4 separate regions of the Mus musculus genome follow, and all the other regions are linked to region 2. The links are chromatin contacts, called in public HiChIP or PLAC-seq maps. All regions are on one chromosome and are shown on one strand. Each heading gives the region's core, a stretch centred on a gene start, on an enhancer-like site or on the middle of the called end of the contact. The rest is flanking DNA. Distances are from core to core; before and after follow the strand shown. Region 1 overlaps Msrb3 (methionine sulfoxide reductase B3). Region 2 holds the start of Llph (LLP homolog, long-term synaptic facilitation (Aplysia)). Region 3 holds the start of 4921513I03Rik (RIKEN cDNA 4921513I03 gene). Region 4 has its middle 7.8 kb from the start of Gm35182.

Evidence for each region. HiChIP or PLAC-seq counts read pairs in DNA pulled down with a chosen protein or histone mark.
Region 1: an H3K4me3 HiChIP or PLAC-seq map of bone marrow-derived macrophages shows a contact between it and region 2, with 4 times the contacts expected there. The contact joins the enhancer-like site here to the promoter of Llph in region 2. A contact is called at or near these places in 8 of 39 promoter capture datasets (cranial neural crest, embryonic stem cells, frontonasal cranial neural crest and 2 more), 2 of 15 datasets of contacts at CTCF or cohesin (both in the NIH/3T3 cell line), 13 of 115 datasets of contacts at active chromatin or transcription factors (acute myeloid leukemia, bone marrow-derived macrophages, embryonic basal ganglia and 7 more) and 5 of 9 other capture datasets (adipose tissue, embryonic stem cells, embryonic tail and 2 more).
Region 3: a contact with region 2 is called in an H3K4me3 HiChIP or PLAC-seq map of embryonic stem cells, with 3 times the contacts expected there. The contact joins the promoter of 4921513I03Rik here to the promoter of Llph in region 2. A contact is called at or near these places in 12 of 39 promoter capture datasets (the 3T3-L1 cell line, HPC-7-derived erythroid cells, the SN4741 cell line and 8 more), 9 of 115 datasets of contacts at active chromatin or transcription factors (bone marrow-derived macrophages, embryonic hindbrain, embryonic midbrain and 4 more) and 2 of 9 other capture datasets (adipose tissue and embryonic stem cells).
Region 4: a contact with region 2 is called in a CTCF HiChIP or PLAC-seq map of the NIH/3T3 cell line, with 8 read pairs. The contact joins the enhancer-like site here to the promoter of Llph in region 2. A contact is called at or near these places in 8 of 39 promoter capture datasets (cranial neural crest, embryonic stem cells, frontonasal cranial neural crest and 4 more), 1 of 15 datasets of contacts at CTCF or cohesin (the NIH/3T3 cell line), 13 of 115 datasets of contacts at active chromatin or transcription factors (astrocytes, bone marrow-derived macrophages, embryonic forebrain and 5 more) and 2 of 9 other capture datasets (adipose tissue and pancreatic islet).

Annotation. Positions count from the first base shown.
Region 1 is chr10:120,819,503-120,823,856 of GRCm38.p6, forward strand. All of the region lies in intron 5 of Msrb3 (methionine sulfoxide reductase B3), which reads right to left. Among named protein-coding and RNA genes, the nearest start is that of Gm15910, 36 kb to the right of the region's middle. Within about 2 kb of position 2,444, at least 18 of the 459 cell types and tissues checked have an H3K27ac peak or open chromatin away from gene starts, as enhancers often do. A contact at or near this core is called in bone marrow-derived macrophages, where this site is marked.
Region 2 is chr10:120,224,162-120,228,500 of GRCm38.p6, forward strand. Llph (LLP homolog, long-term synaptic facilitation (Aplysia)) reads left to right here and starts at 2,899. Exons shown (of 3, transcript NM_025431.2): 1 at 2,899-2,962; 2 at 3,813-4,042. The coding sequence starts at 3,820. It overlaps Tmbim4 (transmembrane BAX inhibitor motif containing 4), which reads left to right. Exons shown (of 7, transcript NM_026617.3): 7 at 459-736. The coding sequence ends at 665.
Region 3 is chr10:120,762,938-120,767,272 of GRCm38.p6, forward strand. It overlaps 4921513I03Rik (RIKEN cDNA 4921513I03 gene), which reads left to right and starts at 2,795. Exons shown (of 3, transcript NR_038000.1): 1 at 2,795-2,901.
Region 4 is chr10:120,742,584-120,746,697 of GRCm38.p6, forward strand. No RefSeq gene overlaps it. Among named protein-coding and RNA genes, the nearest start is that of Gm35182, 7.8 kb to the right of the region's middle. Within about 2 kb of position 2,683, at least 150 of the 459 cell types and tissues checked have an H3K27ac peak or open chromatin away from gene starts, as enhancers often do. A contact at or near this core is called in the NIH/3T3 cell line, embryonic forebrain, embryonic limb bud and 5 more, where this site is marked.

The DNA of each region.
Region 1 (4,354 bases), core at 1,194-3,693, 590 kb after region 2:
CACCGCTGAAGTTTGGGTTTGCAAATCATGAAAAATAAAAGAAGAACTGAATCCACTTCAAAAGTATAATCACTCTAACTCGGGACATGTTTTTATAAGGTAACTGGCTTGGGTACAGCAGGCTCTAATGCAGTTATAGACTCTGAGCCATCTCCATTCTTGTGTGTCCCCTCTGCCGTGTGTCTTGTCTACACTTCTCACCAGAGAGAAGAAAGAACAATCACTAGGAGCAAGAACATTTTCCTAAACATTAATGTGCCCAAGAAAAGGACAAAGCTGCAGGCTTTTAAAAGTCTAAAGCCTTCCAGGACTCAGCTATAACACCAAGAAAGGAAATTCATAGCTTTAAAGGATTTAATTCCAAAAAGGAAAAAAAGAAAAAGAAAAATGGTGCTTGAGACAAGAAAAGTTTATGCAAGGGTCAGCCTCTGCACTCAGCCTATGTGTGCCCCGCTGCCTCCTGCCTCCAGTTGGTTTATGGAAGGCAAGCGACCGTGTGCTGTGCTTGCTTCTTCTATACAACCTGTAAGTTTGTTACAGTGGAGACCTGACTCTCATCCCAGCCTTGAACAAGCAAACGCAGGAGTGCGAAGGGCAGCATTTACCAGCACGCATCCGTGTCATGTCCTCGTTGATCTCTTGGCAGCCTACAGTTGTACCATAGCACGGCTTCCTGGGGCACTGGCACCAGGGGACTAACCTCATAAGAGCTGGTTAGGAGTCACTTATGGATTGAGCGATGCAAAGAGAAGCATATTTGTCTAAACCTAAAATATATCGGCTCATGCTTAGACAGCAAGAGCTTCTTTAGCTCGCCATCTGGAGCTAAGGTTAGCCTTGGTTAGCCCAAGCTCACCGTCTGGAGCTAAGGTTAGCCTTGGTTAGCTGGAGCTAAGGTTAGCCTTGGTTAGCCCAAGCTCACCGTCTGGAGCTAAGGTTAGCCTTGGTTAGCCCTTCTCTGCTCAACACAGAGAGAAACCAATGAGAATTCATATAATGAACCAAGTTCTGTAAGAAGCAATTGTGTCTACTGTGTTCCTAGCTCCTACCCCAACATCAGGCATACAGCGTGCCCAATAAATACATGTTGGATGAACGAACTGTTCAATGGCCAGTGTTTTTCTTATTTCCATTGAACGGTGTCCAGGTATGGATTGCCATACTCTCATAGAGAGATTCATGCTTTCTTTCTTTCTTTTTTAACCTTGTTGTCATTAAAATAAGAAGTTTAAATCACAAAATGGTAAGGCTATAATGTGTTGTCAGCCTAGACATGCAAGGGTGGATGATATTTTTCCTTATTGACATTTTCTTGAGAAGGGCAAATTGCCTTGTCTGTCAGTTTAAAACTCTAGTTCTGATATGCTCAGCTTCTCCACCTCGCTCAGCTTCTCCATCTTGCTCAGCTTTCAGCGTCTCATATTCTGCTCTGCACTTTCGTGCTTTGGGGCATCAACGCAGTCTGTTCTTTGATTTCCTTACCACGGTGCGGAGCTCCCTTTTAACTAAAGAGCCTAACAGCGACACTGGATGCTTTTTATTCCTTGGATTTTTTTTTTTCTTCTCCACCCTTCGGGATAATTATATTCGGTCCTGCCTTTTTATATCCTGTTGTTTAGAACCTCCTAACCTTCTCCACCCGGGCTTTATTTAAAAGAACAAACTCTCCCGCCTCTACTCTCTACACTAGCCCGTGCTCATTAGGTTTCTTAATCCTCCATAATTTGCTTTCATGAAATCCTATACCTTTGAGATGCTGTGTTCTGTTTTCCTGAGGAGAGCTACTCCAAGCAGGGCAGAAGCAACGAGCACAAAACCTAAGTTTATCCGCTTTCCTCTAGAAAACTTTGCTTTGAATGCTTATTGGCCATGAAACTATACCTTTTAGCTTGGTATTTCATCTCTTTGCCCAAACACTGCCTGAGATGTCCTGAGCAACAGCATACAGCTACAGGCAGTCTTTCACAGACAAGTAATTAACTTGTAAGCGTCAGAATCCTAGAAAAAAAAAAATCACAATATCCCACTGTGTTGCTGACTGGTAAGTTCAAACTATGACTTTGCATTACACTTAGAATTTAGAAGAGAATAAAACCCACGCGTGTTTCTGCGGTTATTCTGCGAGGGTGTGAATGACACCATGGTCTTCGTCCTCACTGAAGACCTGAGTCCTTTCAACCGCTCCTCCACCTAGCTTTGCCCCATCCCCTTCCTTGACACTTCTGCTAAGGGGCATATATTCAGAACCGACAAAAGAGCACGTGTTTTCCATTTTATTTCTAGCTTTCTAGGAGCTTTTGTTAAGGTAAAAAATTGTTTTGGTTTGTGGGCTGAAAGAGTTAATGAATTTTCCAAAGGTGCCAAGCTTCACTCCAGCAAAGTTCACACTCTCAGCTCTGTGCGAGTGAGCACGCGACCCCACCCCCTTCCAGATGACAGAGAGCAAAGCCAGAGTTCCTTATTTAACTGGTTTGCATCCACGCCCTGACCTCCGGGGCTCTGTTTATATAGTCTATCATGCAAAATACTCTGCAGTTCTCTGCCTTCAAAAGCATGTCTCGCCTGAGATTTGATATATGGCTTTCATGTTTGATCACTGCATTAAACCCAATGCTCTGCTTCCTCCAGCATCGGCTAGCTTCCTGCTTGGGTGGTGGGCTGAAATGCACAGCTTCTTGCTAGTGCTGAACATAAAAGGAAGTCTGTTTTACTCTCTTAATAAAGTGGCCAATTCCACGAGCTCGTAGGCAAGAGACATGCACTAGGAGCTCACGTCTAGCACAGAAACTTCCCAGCTTCTTTAGAAAGAAGGCCAGCTCACTACTCTCATCACGTGGGGCTGGAGAGATGGCTCAGCAGTTAAGAGCACTGACTGCTCTTCCAAAGGTCCTGAGTTCAAATCCCAGCAACCACATGGTGGCTCACAACCATCTGTAATGCGATCTGATGCCCTCTTCTGGTGTGTCTGGAGACAGCTACAGTGTACTCATATAAATATAATAAATAAATTTTTAAAAAAAGAAAAAAAAGAAATTACTGGACATTAATCTAGCCTACTTGACGAGCTCTATGCCAGAGAAATAGAGTCAGACGTGATGGTACCTGCCTTTAGTCCACCAAAGGTTATCGCCCTAGCCTCCATATACACATGCATGTACACACCACACACACACATATTCATAAACATGCACACATGTGCACACACATAAATTTAAAATATAGCAGAAGGTTGTCCATTGGCTTCTTTTACATATATACATATATATATAATAAGCAAGCCTTTATGTTATTTTCTTCGTTGATAATTTAGTGTGTGCTCAACAGCTGTTTGGTTTTTTTTTTTTTTTTTAATTATATGATGGTAGTGAGAGCCTACCTTTCACCTCAGCCTGACGCTCATCTATACAAACCACAAATGTTGTTCATAAACTGGTTACTTCACTTAATAAACCCTAAGTGCATATATGTATGTGCATATATGCAAAATATGTCCGCACACACTTAGATAACCTTTGAAATCCTGGGCTTCCCTAGTCATTGATCACCATATTTAATATGGTGCTGGTTTTCAGCCAAAGATCTTGCTTTGCCAATCTGTGCACAGCATTAAACCCAGCTGCATCCGATGGACAATAAAGAAGCTGAACCTCTTAGAGCTGTACATTTCATTGTCCCAATGTTTTCTCATTCGTAACCAAAATTTGCATGATAGAAAACTTGGAAGAGCAAACGCCGCGTTCCCTTCCTCTGGTTCCTCGTTGGTGGTGAGCTTAGAGTTTAGCGCTCAGAAGGGGGGAAAAACATACTTATTTCTTAATTTTAAAACATCTAAATGTACTCCTTAGCTCAATGCGAAAATCAAAGTACACATAAACTTTTAATTCCTACTTCCCGTAAGACTTCAGACATCTCTAACTGTAGTTTTCAAAGATATGTGCACGTTGTCTAACAGACATTCAAATAATTGAAACTGGAGAAAAGAGTTGTGGGCAAAAACCGTAGGTCAAAGGAGTGAAATGTGAGCCTGTACAGATGTTATAACTATTTCCGCGATAAACACTAGCCTTCTGTACACGAATTTAGCAGCCCACTTTAATTTGGATTAGAAATCTTAACATAAATTATTTGACTTTGACACTAGCAGCCTAATATTTCAGATTCATACATTATTCACCGCTTTCACTTTTAAAAGGAACCTACTGGACTTCCTTACTTTTTAAAAGCCACATTCAAGGTCTTGGACCTTAAAACCAACTTCTTGTCTGATTTTTAAAGAACGGAATTATATAATCAGTGAGCAGCTGTTATTACCTTATTATTTGGTGACTGGCAGGTTTTTTTTAAGGCATGTAGT
Region 2 (4,339 bases), core at 1,649-4,148:
GAGCTGATGAGAGAAAAAAGATGAGAGAAAGGGTTCTTGCCCTTAAGCCTGACGGCCTGAAGTCGGTCCCTGAGACCCACAGAGGGCAAGGCCTCTTCTGATGTCCACATTCATACATGTCCCCCCCACCCTACCCCCAGGAAATGACTAAATGTCACAAGAAATTTAATTCTTAAAAAAGTAACATTTAAAAACAGTTCATGTTTCGAATGTTACTATTCCAAGTCAAGTAGTGAACTTAACCGAAAGATGACTGCTTCTCCACACGCCTGCTTCCATGAAACAAGTAAACGGGAGTTTAGCTCTGCCTGCCATCCGCCTGCATCATCCATCTTCATCCGTCATCGTTGTGTGTCCTTGTCACACTTGCCACTGGCAGGAGATTGCATTTGAAGTCTCTGAAGTGGGTCTGGTGTGACTCCTGAGGCTAAACGTATTCCTTACTCCCTTGTCTGTAGCTGTTTTTTTACAGTGAGACGATGGAGCTGGTCTTGGCCTCTCTAGGCGCCCTCCTCTTCTGTGGGTTCATCATCTATGATACACACTCGCTGATGCACAGACTCTCTCCCGAAGAGTACGTGATCGCTGCCATCAGTCTCTACATGGATATCATCAACCTCTTCCTGCACCTGTTGAAGTTTCTGGAAGCAGTTAATAAAAAGTAACCGAGCAGTGTTCAGAGACAGTTCTATTATGAAAGACGCTTGAATTAAACTTAAATGTTAATATTAAAAGCATATGTGATCTTTAATGGCATTCTGTGTTCTTCTATAATTTAGAATCTTACTATTTTGGTTTTCTTCTCATTTCCAAATCCTTGACTTTAAGTCTCAGGCAAGAGCTATTAAAATGTCTTTCCCTTTTTCATAAACTGAGGCAGGGTCTCTATGTAGTTCAGTATGGCCTCTAACTCAGGGCCTTACTGTGTCAGCTTCCGATGTCCTGGGAATACACGCATGGTGCCACCTGCCTGGCATATATATATATATATATATATATATATATATATATATATATATATATATATATATATATGTTTGTGTGTAGCATGTGTATATCTGGGGTCTGCAGAGGCCAAAAGCGGGTGTTGTATCCCCTGGAACTGGCGTTACAGATGGTTGTAACATGGAAACTGCACTGGAGTTCTCTAAAAGAGTAGCAAGCACCCTTCAAAATCACTGAGCCATTTGTCAGCTCATTCTTCACCTCTAAAAATGTCTAGTTTATAAGTGGAAAATCACTGGTGTAAAATAGATTTGATAAAAATGAACGGTGTTTATATTTAATGGCAACAAATTTCATATGGTTAGTTTTTATAAGAGCTTTTTCATGCCAAATTGTGGAATGTGTCTTAATACATAATAGGTTGATTTTATTTTCCAAATTTCTGTTCAAAAGCCACAGCCTTTTGGTACATGAAGCTGCCAATTTAGAGCATCTGTAAGGTTGATTTTTCAAACCCAGGGCATGCACGCTTCCTCTTGTTATAATGCCAACTGTATTTTTCCTGGGTTAAAAATCTCAGTGCTTGCTCCACTATATGCATGGTTTCTTCAAAAAGACACAGCTCTTCTAGCAATTAAACAGGGATTTTATAAGTCATCACTTATAAAGGGGGCTGGAGACCTGGTTCAGTGGTTAAGAGCACCTCTTGCTCTTGCAGAAGACCTGGGTTCAGTTCTGTGGTGATTTGGATATGCTTGGCTCATGGGAAGTGGCAATATTGGGAGGTGAGGCCTCATTGGAATAGGTGTGACTTTATTGGATGAAGTGTGTCACTGTGTAGGTGGGCTTTAAGGTCCCTAGTGCTCAAGCTCCAGCCAGTTCAGAAGAGAACCTCTGGCTGCCTTCAGATCTGGGCTTCTCCAGCGCCATGTCTGCCTGCATGCTGTCATGCTTCCTGCTATGACGACAATGGACTGAACCTCTGAAACTGTGAGCCAGTCCCAAATAAATGTTTTACTTTTTAAGAGTTGCTTTGGTTATGGTGTCTTCACAGTAATGGAAGTAAAACTAAGTAAAACTGGTTCCCAGCACCCCTGTGGTGACTCACAACCAACTGTAAATCCAGTTCAAGGGATGAGATGGCCTCTTCTGGCCTCTTCTGGTACCAGGCACACATGTGGTACACATACATGCTTGAATGTGGTGATCTGTTGAAAACACTGTTTCCAGGTAAGTCTGGGTAGTTAACGTTTGTTGCCTAATCACCCACTGAAGATCAATGAATGAGGTACTATCTAGGCCCTAAGACACTCTTCTTATCTTTCACAAGTGTTAAAGAGACTTGCGTATCGCCCATAGCTTGTGCAATATTAGAAGCACATGCAAAAACCACACCTTTTTTTGTAAACTCATTCACCCTAGGTTAGCTTTGTCTCAGGTATGTAATAGTTTGGACAGATCAACATTGGTTGAAATAGCTTGTTTTACCCTTTAAATTCGTGGGGATAAGGAAAGATTATTCTGTTGGGTGACACTTTGAAATATAACTGGCATGCAGTCGACGTGACGTATTTAAGTTGTACAATTTGATACATCCTCACAGCCGCGTACCTCCTAGGATCCTCAGCCGAAATGAGAAAATTTCTAGACTGCAATTAAACAAAAACAAAACTCAGAAAGGGCTCCAGGATGATCAGAGCTGAGCAATCCCTTTGGTATCCTTTCTCGTGAGGCTGTCACAGACAGGGCCCCCGGCCAGGCTTGGCCCATCCAAGGCTTTGAGATGCTTTGATTTATAATTTGCCACTCCCGACAGGAAATTCCTTAAACTTTCTCCTGTAGGTGTAGGGGTCAGCCAAAGCCTCGGGATGACAGAGACAGCTGGTTGACCACGCCTCCCCAAAGACCACGCCTCTCAAGGATCCCGGCATGCTGTGCGCTGGCCCCTGAACGGAAGCCGGAAGCGCCTGTACTTCCGGTTGGCGTCCCACGCGTGGTGCGCGGTGTTGTCTCTCAGGTGAGTTGCGTGGGCTTTGGACTCAACTCCGCGGCGTGAAGGACTGGCTCGGACCCTGCCTCCGCGGCGAGACCTGACCGCATCCTCGCTCGGTGCGGGGCTCGGGAGGGCGAGGCTCGGGGTCCCGCACACGGACCACTGGTGATTGCTGACGCTCAGGGGACCTCACCCAGCCACCCCACGGTTCTCGTGACCTGTACGGTGTGCAGCAGAGCGGTGGCCCCGGGGGATCCGGCTCAGCCCCGCAGTCCGCAGACGGGGACGGTAGCTCCGGGTTGAAGCCGAACTTGGTAGAAAGGAGCTGACAGGAGTCGGAGGATCAGAGCGAGCCTTAGGGAGAGCCATTTCCAGACCTAGATCGGAGATGTGACGGTCCTGAAGTGGGCGTTGTGCGGACTGGAGCTTGCGTGCGTGTGGGGCTAGAGAGTAAGTCGGAGGCCCGAGAGGAGCGGGATGAGCTTTGATACACGAGGGGAGGAGTCTTTAAAAGGCAGGGAGCTATGGTTTAAGCTGTTAAAAGTTCACACTAAAGATGTGGTGACGGATATTGGATAAGAACAGCGCAATAGGTGATTTTAAGGCGGAGCTGTTCGCTTTCTGTGTCTACTATGCATAGCTGCTCTTTGAGAACGGCTTGAATTAACGACTTGTTCCTACTTAAAGGGGCCTGACGTGTCCGGACTTAGTCCTTTCATGCTCTGCGCTGATTATTACATAAGCTAAGCATGAGGGCACAGCACAACTTCTCTTCCATCTGTCCCAGTTCTGAAGAGAAGGCTGCTTGGCCACGTCCTTGCCAGTCAAGGGTGTGAGCAGTAAACCTTTTGTTTGTGTTTCTGTTCACCGCCAGGTGAAGCATGGCTAAAAGCCTGCGGAGTAAGTGGAAGAGGAAGATGCGGGCCGAGAAGAGAAAGAAGAATGCGCCAAGGGAGCTCAACAGACTGAAGAGTATCCTCAGAGTGGACGGGGATGCTCTAATGAAAGACGTTGAGGAGATAGCAACCGTGGTGGTAGCCAAACCTCGCCAGGAGAAAATGCAGTGTGAGGAAGGGCGGTGTGACGGCGCAGATGAGGAAAAGGGTGAGCCTCGGTCTTCATTTACATGGTTTTTCTAAAAAATGATCCACTTTTCTCTTAGGGGTCGGTCTCTCTCTGTCTTTTTAAAGCCGTCTTCTACCCATTCTACTTGTCCCTAGTGTCAAGTCCAAAAGAAACTGGGGACAAATGGCTAGCTGTGGAGCTTATTAGATAATAAAGTACATGCTGGCACCCTGGTTCCTCTCAGCTCCTCCCCCCAACCCCCAAGTGTCTCCACTTCACAAGCCTCCCTCTCACTCCCATATAACACTGCCGTCTCGGCCGTGCTTCTCTCGGCTC
Region 3 (4,335 bases), core at 1,545-4,044, 540 kb after region 2:
AACAAATATTAGAGACATTCAAAATTATTTCCCCCATGTCTCCGTACTCATTTAGTGTCAATTGGACTTAATGGAACCCTTTGAGGAGAGATAGATAAGATGATTTTACTTCACATGAGACAGCCCCTACCACCACCACCACCACCACCGTTGGCCCAAGTAGCGAGCTTCCAAATCCAATGATGACGTCATCCATAGGCGACGTGGACGCGTGCATCTGTTGCTATGGCAACCATTATAGTTCACCTGCCCGCCCTCATCTGCGTCAGAATTGCACAGCAGTGTGCATCAGTGTGTGAAAAGACAGAGCCCCCCCCCCCTATCTTTTCTCTTTCCTTATTCGTTGTCCCCATTTTGTCGTTTTCTCCACAATAAACCTCTCTCCCTTGGAACTGTGCTGGCCTGGTGTGAACTGTCCAGATGAGCCACGATTCTAAACACAACACCCCTATCTCAGTAAGCATGGTCCTTGGTGTTGAGAGATGGACTCTTGTCACAGATGTAGAAAGGAATGAAACAGTGAACGTCCAAGCCATCCTGTCTAAATCTGTCTTCTTTTTCAGTCCCAACAGAGACACGCTTAGCTTCCCGTTCAAGGGAAATGTTTGTTTCGAGTCCTAGAAGGTCCAGTTGTTTCTCTGTCAAGCTGGGACATCCCCAGCCTCCCATACTTATCTCTGTGACAGACAAGATTGAAATACGTGACTGGAGCTGCACAGGTAGATTGCTTTGTTCAAATTAACCAAATTCCGCAAACAGAAGTCAGGATCGAGGAGGAGAACGAGGTCAAGTCCACTGGGGGCCACGGAACCACACCGGCCTGGTGTGTAGATCTCACTCCCCTCTGCACCCTGCCTGTACGGCTCTGCCTTTCTTGTCTTAATGCCCAGCTGTTTCTCACTGGTTTGCTTTCTGAGGCCCCTCCAGCTGACGTAGGATAGTTCTGCTTCACTGAGTGACATCCGCAAATAGGCCACTATCTGTTACTCACTGTTTCTCTCAGATTTCCTTCTGCTGTAGACCATCCTCAGGATACCTATATCTCTCTGGCTGACAGCACACGCACACACACACACACACACACACACACACACACACACACACACACACACACTTTTGTCTTTGGCAGAGTGCTATAGCTGCCCAGGCCACACACTGGCCACTCTGGCAGTCAAGCTGCTAGACCTGACGGATGTCACATGGCCGCCCTGGGGCCTCTCCCGGATCTGTTCTCTACAAGAGAGATTTATTTCCCTGATGTTTTAGGACAGGAAAAGACTCGTTTCTTGGAGGCCTGCCAAGAAGGGGGTGATCCACCCAGGAAACAAACAAGACCCTTCCCCTCTCTCTCTCTCTCTGTCTTTCCTGCTTTCCTGTGTCAAGTACTCCCAGGGCAACTCCCCCTGAGTGGAAAGAAAGCTGTCAGGATGAAAGGACCCTGCTTATGATGAACAGCTGCTGGCTGGACCCATGCAGGAAGAACCAGCCTCAAGTTAACTCCTTGTTCCCAGCCAGCCAGGAACTGACTGCATCCAGACTTCTGAAGCCACAGCTCTGAATGAAGCAGCTTTTTATGAATGGAGAGCCATGCCAAAGGTCTTCAAAGCCCATGGGATCTCCTGAGCATATCTTCACTCCCCCCGGTCTTTCACAATAGACACCCTAACGTGTCCACCCCAGGAATCGAGAGGCTCAGACCTCTGGATCTACCACTCTTCCCTAGTTTTTTGGAAGACCTCAGCCTGTTGCTGTTCAGAGGCACAAATGGCACTGCCAGTGAGTGGAATAGCATCTGAAAGCTGCCTTAGTTTGCACAGTCAGTTCTATCAGAACAGGGAAAAGAAGGGCACATCCTAAAGACACGTTCTGTGTAGTCAGAAGTCCTGTAGACAGAAGGTCTATAAAGCTTCAGGTTCTGTTAAATTACTGCAGGAATCAATCTTAGCCATGCTTTCCAATGCAGCAAAATGTGATTATTTTTCCAAAGGGAAAAACGAGCCCCAGTTTGCAGTAGATGAACAATCAGGTGGGAAGAACTGGGCACAATTCTGCACCCAGGATCAGCCTCAAACCTTCCCTCAGCATCTGCTGAAGGCTCCAGCTCCATCCTATAATAGCGAACAGGATAAGAGTATCAGCTCACAGGAGAAACATATCTATACATTGATAGCTGTACATTAGTTGTAGGTACTACAAAAACTCAAAGACTATCGGAGAAAAACTTTAAAGAACAGTTTCCTTTGAGCTCATAGTTTAGTTATTTCAGTCCTATGGTCACCTGGTTCCCTTGTCTGTGAATTATAGTGATGCAGACTATGTGATGGTCTAACTCTGATCAACAACTTTATTGGATTAAGAAACCACCAAGGCATTAGTGAGTCACACCTTACCTCTGAACTTATCTGTGAGCCTTTTTCTAGAGAGGAATGACTAAGAGGGTAAGACCTTTCCTGAACATAGTAGAGACCTTCCCATGCACTGCGGACTTGGCTGGATAAAAAGAGGACTTGGCTGGATAAAAAAAACGGGAGAGGAGAAAGCCTCTGAGCTCCGTCATTCCCTCCTCTCCTTTTCCTGGTCCGCTGAGATGTGAATCAGCAGCCTCATGCTTCTGCTGCCACGCCTGCTAGCCACTCCCACTACCATGCCTGTGAGCCACGCCCACTGCTATGCCTGATAGCCACTCCCACTGCCATGCCTGATAGCCACTCCCATCGCGATGCTTTCATGATTGTGACAAACTATACTCGCAAACCATGATCCAAAAGAAAACCTCCTTCTCTCGCATTTGGTCACAGCTGCTGGAAAAACAATAGAGAACAATGTGGAGGAAAGCAGTCGGGGTGGAGCAGGGCTTCTGATCTCACTGCAGCTGGGTAACAGCATGTGAATTCGGGCAAGGTAAGCCATTCAAAGGTACCCTCCCAACCCGCCACTTCCAGTTAGGTCATACCTCCCAAAAACACACTCAATGATGAAGTCATCAGTAGAATGGTCTGTTGGTGTGGTTGGTATCCTTCTTATCCATCTACTTCTCAACAAAACTGCCAGACTCAAAACCTGAGACTTTGAGGGGCATTCGAGGGGCATATCACTCAGGGTTCTCTAGAGGAACAGATCCAATAGAACGTATATTACAGAGGTAATCCATTATGATGGCTTACAGGATAGGTGCACTCGTGCCTGCTGTGTGTGTGTGTGTGTGTGTGTGTGTGTGTGTGTGTGTGTGTGTGTGTCTGTGTGTGTGTGTGTCTGTGTGTATGTGCTGTTACCTGCAGAGGTCAGGAGGGGGCGCATATCTCTTGGAGCTGGAGTTAGGAGTGGTCGCACAGAACTCAGAACCTCCGGGGGAACAGCAAGTTCTCTGAACTGCTGAGGCATCTCTCAGGCCCTCTGCCAGAATCCTTTGAGTAGATCCGCCCTTCACTCTTCTCCAAGGTTTTAAATCTCTTCGTGAAAAAAAAAACAGAATCAGACAAACTTAAGTACCATCATCTCCTTACAACGAGCAAAGAATGTTATTTCAGGATAACTCTGTAGGTTCAGCAGGATGGAAATTCCCACTTTCCTCTAAACACCATAAAACAAATACAGGATCGGGAAGCCCCGCTCTTACTGTTCCCACGGGTTTCCCAGATAAGAGTCGTATCTGTCTTTTCCACTTCACTGGCCTTCGGTCTAGTTGGTTTGTTCTCAGAGTGAAAAGGATGGTGGTATTGTGTGGTACTGAGACGAGCTGCCGTTATTGGCAGCTGTCAATCTGCCACTGTGCTCCACCACTGCTCCACATTGGCTGAGATGGAGCCGGACTTCACGTGAGGTATGGCGGTTGTGTGAGTCATGGCCATCACATTAGGCAAGCCAGACTATGATCAATACTAGGATTTTATTTTCACTCTAAGAGCTTATATCTCGAAGACCAGAGCACACTGCACAAGAGTCTGACTAGCTCTGTCGGTTAGTCTTTATCGGGGCTGCTAACAGGAGGATGGGCGAGGGGTTACTCACAGGAGCAGGGTTGACTCAAAGGCAGGCACATCACAGAAAAGTGCACCCCATCATGGATGGCAGCTCACTGAGTGGTCTCATAGCTATCTGTAGGCAGCTTTAAAGGCCAAAGACTCAGCAGTTTGGCCATTCCAAGTCTCCTTTCCTTCCCAGTACATACTCCTTCTATGAAGACGGTGCAGGGTCTCCAAAAGTATTGCAAGCAACTTTTCCTCGGCATGTGACTTTACCTTCAGAGTCTCAGTAGCCTCTTCAGGAGGCAGGGAATGTTTCACTTCAGAGGAAGCTGCTGTACAACCATATTGGACATTATATTCATCTATTCAT
Region 4 (4,114 bases), core at 1,433-3,932, 520 kb after region 2:
AAACTGCCCCTCCAGATGTAAAAAAAAAAAAACCCAGAGTGAATAAAACAACGTTGTGAAATGTCTTACTTTTGGGACTTGGTTTGGGCATTGAGATACTGCAGCCCCCCGTCCTGGGACATCGGTTAGGTCTCCACAGTCATGATTTGCTTATAATGTAGTAGCTGTCACAGGAAGCCTCGATTCGCCCCCAGGAAAATGACTGGAGCATCACATCACACCCAGCAAGTTAAAATCGCTCATGTTTCTTGGTCTGACCCAGGGCCAGCCAGCCCTCCCTTTTCAGCAACATCAAGATGGGCTTATCACCCAGGCCCATCTCTGGAACTCTCATTTTGAGTTCCTGGGGGACATAGGGACCGTTTTACACAACCCAACCTTTAGGTTCTAATCCCTCAGCCTATTCCTCTTCTCACCTCATTTTTCCCCCTCTGGTCTGAGCTGCCATGAACTTGATCCAAAGCCCCATCTCTAACCTGAGTCTTGTCTCTCCCATCAGTGGTTCTCAACCTTCCTAGAGCCTCAACCCTTTGATACAGTTCCTCATGGTATGGTGACTCCCAACTGTAAAATTATTCCATTGATACTTGGTAACTACAAATTTTCTACTGTTAAAACGTGTCATGTAAATATCTGATATGTAACCCAGGTGGTCACAACCCACAGGTTGAGAACTACTGCTCTAATTACTTCACATTGTCTCTCTGCAATAACGTCTGTGCCCTCGGCAACCCTGAATTCTTTAGTCAGTTCATCCGCACGGCCCAATCCTCAACCAGAATAGACTGCCTCTGGCTCTGAGTAGTGGCACGACATTGTCCACAGAGGCTCCATACATTACAACCTGATGCACTATTGTCCCCTCCCTTAAGAGTTAATCTGGCAGAGCGCATCAGTTATTCACCCTGCCACTTCCAGGGAAGCTGATTTGTCTAAAGACCTGCAAGAGGGCTGGAGAGATGGCTCAGCGGGAACACTGATTGCTCTTTCACAGGTTCTGAGTTCAGTTCCCAGCAACCACATTGGTGGCTCACAACCATCTGTGATGGGATCCGAGGCCCTCTTCTGGTGTGTCTAAAGACAGCAACAGTGTACTCACATACATAAAATAAATAATTCTTAAAAAAAAAAAAAGATATGCGAGAACATGGGAGGAATGACCACCCCCTTCATGTGATAACTTACTTCTTCCTCCTCCCAGAATGCCCTCTGCTGATGCAGCCACTTGCATAGCTTTGCAGAACCTGCCTACTCTACGGCCCAGAAACCTCAGTATGCTTTCAGTGACACACTGGACTTTCCCATCTCTTCCCTGAAGCTTGCCTGCTCCTTCTACCAAGCTGCTGCTTGGCTGTCTACTGCTGAAAATGGCAGGGTCCTTGCCTCTTAACTCAAAAGACATGTCTCGCCTCCCTCTCTCCCTCTTTCTTCCTCTCTTCCTCTCTGTCTCTCTGTGTGTCCCTCTCTCTCTGTCTCTCTCTCTCTCTCTGTTTCTCTCTGTGTGTCTCTGTCTCTCTTTTTCTCTGTCTCTCTCTTCCTCCCCTCTTGGCAGCTGCCAAAACTTACAGTTTGTCTACTCTGTTTCTTTTCTCTCAAACTCTAATAAACTTGTCCCAGAGTTTCCTTGGAGTCCATTTCTAAAGTCTTTTATTAACAAGAGTAAAAACCCCCAAGGAGGGAACCCCCAGTTATCCCAGAAACAATAATGCTAGATCCAAGAAAAGGGAGCTCTCAGGGTTCCCGCCTTTCACACAGCTGACCCAAACCAAATAGTTATTTGCCAGTCGCTCAACCATCTTACACCAAACACCTCAATTCCTCCCTCAGCAGCCCATCAGGTGGGTGCTTCGACCTCGGTCTAAGCTCCTGGCACCCCTCTTTCTTCTGGCCACTCATTTGATTGCCCTCTGCATTGCTCCTTTGAGGTCTGCCGGCAGGGTTTTAGAGAGAGTGTGTGCCTCTGCCCGAGGTAACAGGATTTAGCTTTGTGTGATAGGAAGCCCGGCGCCCGCCATGTGCTGGAGTGTGGATGCTCTTTGTTAAGCTCCCGGGGTCTGGAAGGAAGCAGCTATGCTCTTGTTTAATTCCATATGAGCGGCTTTTTTATTTTTACAAATAGTCCTCTTGCTGTTAGGGAGAGTGAGGGGCATAAATCATCATGTCTTTGGCAGCCAGGATTTCGTGAGCATGGTCCTCATTAAAGTCTTTAGTTGCAGGGTTCCTGGAGACCTTGCTTTGATACCAAAAAAACATCAAACTGAAGCGCCACGGTGGGGGGGGGGGTGGCATGGAGAGGAAGGGGTGGAAACTCGGGAGGACCTCAGAATTGCTGTTGGGAAGCAGCGGGGAAATACTAGGCAGCTACCAAAAAAAAAAAAAAAAAAAAAAGTAAAAATTGCAGGAGTTATATAGCTCCTTGCTGCAGAGTCCAATCAGCACCCCCCCACACACACACCCGCCAGTCCCCCCCCCCCAAAAAAAAACCCACAAAGGCACAGAAAGCTACAGCAGCCAGAAGAACGGTCGCTGGAGATGGTGAGGGAGGGGTTGGGGGGAGGAGAAAAGTTCTCGGAGCTTTTCCCTCTCCAGACCTCTGCCCAGCAGGCCTTGGACCTCAAGGAACTAACCTTTTCCTAAGGCCTGATCTCCCCGCTGGGAGGGAATCCAATCCCCGGGCAAAGGTCGCCCGGAATAGCGCTGTGCTGCTGGCTGCGCTGTTCATTCACAAAATGAGCTCCTTTGTGATAAAGTGGGGAGAGCAGCCCGCTTGTGTGCATTCCAGGCTGGTGGTAGGAGAGCCGCCAATAGCCGCCCAGGCAGTGGGAACTCTGGCACTAGCAGCTCCTTTTTCAGAGTCGTAGCGGCCCTTCGGAGCCCCGCGCCTCCAATTCCAAGAAATCAAAGCATGTTTTAAATGTGGGGGTGGGGGGGGGTAGTGTTTGGTGGTGGCAGTTTCAAGGAACCCAGCAGTGACTGTTTTTGAAAAGTGAAAATCCTGGCTGAATCCATCTATTTTGACTGGAAGTCACAAAAATGTACCAGGCAAAGGGCCAGGCACAAGGAGCCATTCTTAAAAATCGCCCCATGGACCGGAGGAAAACCCCTTTGAGTTTTAGGTTTTTTGGTTTTGGTTTTGGTTTTGGTTTGGTTTTTGGTGTTTGATTTTTGGTGTTTAATTTTTCGGAGCAGGGTTTCTCTGTGTAGCCCTGGCTGTCCTGGAACTCACTCTGTAGACCAGGCTGACCTTGAACTCAGAAATCTGCCTGCCTCTGCCCCCCAAGTGCATGTGCCACCACTGCCTGGACCCCTTTGAGTTTTGTGTTTGGTTAAACCAAGATGAGCTGCTTCCAGAGCAGAGAGATTCATTCCTGCTGGAGCCTGTATCCTCATGTCAGTACTAAAGACACACACCAGTTGGTCTTCCCTGCCTGACCAGGCAATACTTTTTCTTTATGCAGACAAGCAATAGTCAATGTCTTTTTAAAGGCCTGAAAGAGGGAGTGTTAGCCAAAGTCACAGGGGAAAGGACAGGGCAGTGACAGAGGAGTCACCCAAGTTCAGCTTTCTGTGGCAGTGTCTGCTGATCCTGGCAGCCCTGTCCTCCCTAGTCACTTCCCAGGGAACTTACAGCCCAGCTTGTCCATTCTCCATTCCTATGTATAAACTGGCATTGCAGGGATCTACACACAACGTAAATCCTCAGTGTCATTTGGGAAACGTGTTACACTTGAAAACCAGTTTGAACATGTGTGCTCGTGCACAGACACACAGAGGGGGTGAGGGGGCAGTCTGGATTATATAGGGAGAAACCTCAGAGGGAAGGGCAGCCCAGCCCCTGGGTTAAAAAGTTCAAGGTTGGGGTCAAGGTGTGCCAGGAAGGGACTGAGGGACTCTGGGAGACCCTGGAGACCAGGTCTGCTCCATTGTGTAAAATATGTACCTCGACTCCTTGTCCCAGGGTCCGAAACCAAAGGACGACCAATTTCTCAAGTCTTTATCTGCGTATAGACTATGCAGGAACTAGCAATATGTGGATGTACGTATGTGTGAGTCTCGTTACCTTCCACCCTTCACAGAGGTCACCAACAATGGGAAGTGGCGATTGCTCCTGGTT